2 separate regions of the Mus musculus genome follow, and region 1 is linked to region 2. A link is a contact called in public HiChIP or PLAC-seq data. All regions are on one chromosome and are shown on one strand. Each heading gives the region's core, a stretch centred on a gene start, on an enhancer-like site or on the middle of the called end of the contact. The rest is flanking DNA. Distances are from core to core; before and after follow the strand shown.

Region 1 (2,700 bases), core at 79-2,578, 230 kb after region 2:
GTTTTTGTTTAAACAGCCTAGGATGGTCTCAGACAAGATCCCCCTTCCTTAGTCACTCCAGTTCTGAATGTACCTGGCCTCATATATTTAAAAATGTATTTAAACAAACACACTTTAATATAATAGCTTCAAAGCTATAACTCTTGTAGAAGAATGCTATTTTCCATGCGTGACGGCCAACTTGGCAGGAAGTAGTAGAAAAACCTTTTAGATATTGTCTGTGATGGAGTTTGAATTGAGGTGAGAAGATCCACCCTAAATGTGGATGGTGCCATCTCATGGGCTGGGGCTCAAGGTGTATAAAAAGTGGAAAAAGAGCTGAGCACCAGTATCACTTATTCTCTGCTTCCTGACTGTGCATGTGATGTGACCAGCTACCTGAAGCAGCTCCCACCATGTCCCCTTGTCATGACAGACTGTCCCTCAAAGTGTGAGCCAAAAAGTCTCCATTCCTTAGCTGCTTTTATCCAGTACCTTGTCACAGGACAAGAAATGTAACTAATTCCTGTGTTTCCAGGATAGGAGCCTAACTCATACTGGGCATAGTATCTCAGAGATCAGACAAACGACAGCATTGCTGCTCTCTGAGGATATCTGAGGAAGCCACTGGAAAATGCAAGAAATCAGGGCTGGGATAAAATATTGGTAAAACAGAGCGGTTTGGGTTTATTGGTTTTTTTTTTTCAGCTGATCCCTAAATCCATTTTTTAGTAGTGCTTTCAGGCATTCCTTCTGAAACTTGAATGTGTGCATGAATGTGTGCCCTGGGATGGGTTGACATGAAGGATTCATGGGGGGGAGCTCAGGAAGGGGTGACACCCACCTGCATTTCTAACAGCTTTCCCTCTACTGTAGAGCCACTAGCCTCTGTTCTTTATCGTGGGAAACAGTGCTACAGTTGGTGGGAGATTTCCCTACCTGCCTTCTTGCTGTAACTTGGATCTTCATCAAAACTCTAAATTAATTGGTTCAGATATTATTATTTTCATTGACAAATGATGCAATCACACCTCAAAGGGGTGAGATGACCTTCTCATATGCCCAAATCACAGTGCTATGACTTCAATTTAGCTCCTTGGCTTCTGGACAGCAGCTGCTTCATGGCTTTTAAACTCTCATCTATAAAAGCACATGCTAATTAGTGTTTTTGGCTGGTGCACATCTACACACACACACACACACACACACACACACACACACACACACACACACAAGGCTGCAGTTGAGGAGGGAGTGATAAGACCCCCTGAAGCTGCAGCTGCTTGGGGGCCAGCTTGGCAGCAGTCTCTGGAAATGATCCAGCCACTGCAGCACGCTCTGGAAAGTTGCCTATCCTTCACGTTCTGCCCACTCCAGCACAGATGTGAGCTCTTTCCTTTACGTTTACTCTGCACATAAGCTAAACCACGTTTCACCCACCTCTGAGATAATCTGCTTCCATGTTGCTGCCCAAGTCAGAAAGCTATTTATTGTGATGCTGGAAAAGATTGTTCTTCTCACTCAAGGAAGGCGCTGCTCTCAGGGAGAGAGCCTGAGCATTCTGGGAAAAGGGAAAAAAAAAGTCTTTGAAGCATTTCCAACCAAATCCTTGGAGAGGTAAACATATTTTCAGCCATAGGATTCCAGGTTAAAGAAGTGTGTCCCCCACTTGTTTACAAAGCATCACAGCAGCTGTTAGGCAGCTCCTGCCCCCACTGGACAGAAGAGGCATTTGGAAGAGATGCCAGGCCTCCCATACAGTCTGCTCTCTTGCAGCCCTGGGGGAAGAACTCAGCCTCATCAGCCACCAGCAGTGCAGGGAGCTCGGGAGTACTAGGATGGGATGCAGCTGAGACAGGGCTGCCTTCTCTGGTTCCACGTCGGTGTGCTCTTTTTATTAATGTTTAAAAAAAATCACATTCCCTCTCCATTTTTTTTTAGTACAGAGGTGAAAAAAAATCACCTCTCCGTATTCCCTGCTGGCTATCCATTTCCCAGTGATGCACCTGCTGTAGGATACAGTGCCCTGAATTTCTTAGGTAAGGAGTCACTTAGCTCCACTTGCAGTGGCTCATGTTGGCTTCCTTCTGCCTGTCTGCTCCTACATAAAAAGTCAGTTTGTGTCCAGCATTGTCTGTGATGTCCTCCTTGGACATGCCAGGGCACAGTGATTGCCTGCTTTCCTAATCCTACAATGCTATGTGTTCTCAGCATGTGTGCAACCACGTTTTTCAGAATGCTATTGGTGAGAAAAATAAATGGCTGCCATTTCTGGTATGGATGCTGTGCGTTTTACATTGTAAAAGGCTTGTTGATGAGCTTTCCCATTCATCCTCAAGAAGAATCCAGCAGGCACGGTTATCATCATTTGAAGATGAGAAATCTGGAGAGATGGCTTAGTTGGTAATATGCTTGCTCTGGAATTATGAAGTCCTGAGTTTGGATGCCCAATACTAATACAAAAATGTCATTTTATAACTCCAGTGTGGGGGAAAGTGGAAAGGATTCCTGGGGCCTGGTGAGCAGTAAGTCTTGCCAAATCTGAGCCCTAGGTTCTCTGAGAGATCCTGACTCAAAAAAAAAATAAGGTAAACAGTGATAGAGGAAGATATGCAATGTTAACCTCTGGCCTCCACACACACACATGCATGGGCACACACATTCATATATCACACACACACACACAGAAACAAACACATGCACATGGTCACATTCACACAA
Region 2 (2,700 bases), core at 101-2,600:
AGGGACAGTCTGGGCAGCATAGCGACACTCTGTCTCAAAAACAAAGAAAAAAAAAAGGAAGAAAGGAAGAGAGAAAAGAAAGAAAGAAACAACACATTAATAAAAATACTAGTAAGAGTATTACCAGTTACTCTCCTTTTGTTTTTGAATCTGTAAGAATGTTATAGTACATGGGAAACACTGTTAAATACTTCATTTTATGTTTAAAAAATCCCATCCATTGTTCACAGAATTACACTGCTCTAGTGAATGATTACAATTTGCTAATGAGACGAGAAGCAGTCTCTGTACATTGTTGTTTCTGTCCCTGTCATGGAAGAGGGGTTGTTCTTTTCTGGATAAAGGGGCAAGCTTTTCAGAGTCAGGTGGAGAGGAACTGGCTGTCAGGGTAGCAGTGTGTGGACGGACAGCCCCACTGGGAGGAGGACACTCCTGAATTGAGAAGTAAGATCCATCCATTATTTAAAAATAAACAATAAGCAACTTTTGAATCGCAGTGCTGTGTTTCCTTCTGGGATTCAGGTGACTACACAAACCACTTGAGTTTCATTTTTATGGTTTATGAAGCTCAAGGGGATTATATGCTCATGATTTACAGTTGCTGTTTCACATAGTGTTTATGGCACCGTATGCTATGTATGATGATATCGTGTGCATGCCTGTACACAGAGTTTAATTAATGACCTAGAGATTATCCTTGGCCTGACTTATTGATGTCTCAGTGCTGGAAAATGAGTGCTCACACACTGAGAAATCGGAGCAGTCAGGGATGAGAGCTGCAGCTTTGGAGTGAATTTCACACCGTCTCATGGTTGTATCAGCTGCTGATGTGGTGTTTGGGATTCTGCAGGTGCTGTGCGCCTTTCCAGCTCAGCCTGCACTCTTGTAACCAGCAGAGAATTAAAAGTGAAATGAGACTTTGAGGCCTTTGATTCAGCTTTCCCCCATATTTTTGGGAAGCGCAAACAGATGTAAAGGCACTTGAGTTTCTGGCTACTCTTTCTTGCAGAAGCAATTAGCTTCCCTATTTCTTGCAATTGGGGTTGAGTTCTGGAGTGTGCTTGTGTAAGGATATCTTTTTGGATGTGAAAAGAAGAAAAGTCATGGATTCAGTTTGCAATAAAAAAAAAAGCCTTTTATTTATTTAATTTTTTGTATCTTTAAAATAGCTCTTCCGAGAAGCTGATTTTAAAATGCTAAGCTGGAGAACAGTTTAATTAGATTGAGTTCAATGGTTCTCAAAAAAAAAAAAAAAAAAAATCCGTAGGTCCTTTTCTCAGGAAGGCATGTGGAGAAGACAACAGATGAGAGAGAGGGGCTTCCCTATTGTCTCTGGCCCTAGCTGACTGAGAGGCAGCTGGGAACGCGGTTAAACTGGCTAATTGTGTGGTTCAGATACTCTGCTAATGGGCGGTTTACTTAATCTCTTTGTGTCTGTTTTTCTGTCTATAAAATAAGGGTGACAGGGCAACATTCTATCATAGAGTTATTGTGACATTTAAATCCATGAGTTATTCAGATAAAGGTCCTGTATGCGGTACTTTCTCTCAGCTACTGTAGCTGATACTGGAGTCTCAGGGAATTGATCTGTAAATCTCTGAGTCACTCAAATACTTACTGAGTGCCCGCTGTGTACAGAGGGACAGAGGTAAGTGCTGGGGAGACGGTGGTGAGTGAGACAAAGCCTCTCCTTTCCATGTCTCATATTCCAGTGGTCTGGCACAGAGGCTGGCAACTGTGTCTTGTAATGGGCCAGACAGCAAATATTTCAGACTTTGTGGTTACTCCTGAGAGTGGAGGGCAGGAGGAGGAGGAGGCCATTGCACAGACCCTGGTGAGAACCGTGAAGTCCCTGACCGCACAGTGATACGTGGCAAGAGTCAGGGGAGGACAGATCCTGAATGTATGCTTGGAAGGTGGTATCAGTAGACAAACCAACACATGGTGGAGGTGACGTGTGAAGAATGAGAGGAGGCAAAGTTGAGCATTTGTTTCCTGGAGTCACACACAGCCCAAGGCCATTCTTTAAAGATGGAGGAAGGGAAATGTAGAGAGGATTGAATTTCTCCGAGTCCTTGCAGTGAGGAATGACCACGCCTAGTCCAGGAGGTTCCCCTGTTCTTCATAATCACTTATCTTCGCCAGCTAATCTTCCTCCTCCTCTGACACCTGGTCACATTGACAGGAAAAGGTCTTTGGTCCTCATTTTAAATTGAGTTTGCTGAACACAGTAACACTTCAAGGTGTAAAGTATGTGGCAGTTTGAGTGTCCTTTTTACTTTTCCTTGCCTTTCTCAACAGGCCCTTGGGCAAGGGGTGTGCACCTGGAAACTTTGCCAAGAACATGGCATAGTGGTGTGTAGAGTGAACCTGGATAGTGTGTGCCTTACTCATGCCCACAAGGCAAAGTGACCTTCCACTGCCTCTACTCTTCATCAAGTACCCACTACCTGAAGCACCAAGTGCCAACAATCTAGGTAGCCCTGCCTTGACTAAGCCTTTTGAGGAGGGAGCACAAGCCGTGGAGGATGGGAGCACAGATACTGGAAGCATACCCTATCCCCACTAACTGTTTGATAAGGAGACTGTAGATCCATATGACCCATTCTTCTAGCTAAATTATTGTTTCATGTCTTGCAAGCTTCAGAAGGAAAAAAATCAAATTATCAAATTATATATATGCAATTGTAATTGATAAGA

The links. HiChIP or PLAC-seq counts read pairs in DNA pulled down with a chosen protein or histone mark.
Region 1: a contact with region 2 is called in an H3K4me3 HiChIP or PLAC-seq map of embryonic basal ganglia, with 3 times the contacts expected there. The contact joins two enhancer-like sites. A contact is called at or near these places in 2 of 484 Hi-C or Micro-C datasets (cerebral cortex and embryonic stem cells) and 2 of 115 datasets of contacts at active chromatin or transcription factors (SST interneurons and embryonic basal ganglia).

Annotation. Positions count from the first base shown.
Region 1 is chr4:12,505,668-12,508,367 of GRCm38.p6, forward strand. No RefSeq gene overlaps it. Among named protein-coding and RNA genes, the nearest start is that of Gm46846, 330 kb to the left of the region's middle. Within about 2 kb of position 1,329, at least 35 of the 459 cell types and tissues checked have an H3K27ac peak or open chromatin away from gene starts, as enhancers often do. A contact at or near this core is called in SST interneurons and embryonic basal ganglia, where this site is marked.
Region 2 is chr4:12,271,756-12,274,455 of GRCm38.p6, forward strand. No RefSeq gene overlaps it. Among named protein-coding and RNA genes, the nearest start is that of Gm46846, 99 kb to the left of the region's middle. Within about 2 kb of position 1,351, at least 8 of the 459 cell types and tissues checked have an H3K27ac peak or open chromatin away from gene starts, as enhancers often do. A contact at or near this core is called in SST interneurons and embryonic basal ganglia, where this site is marked.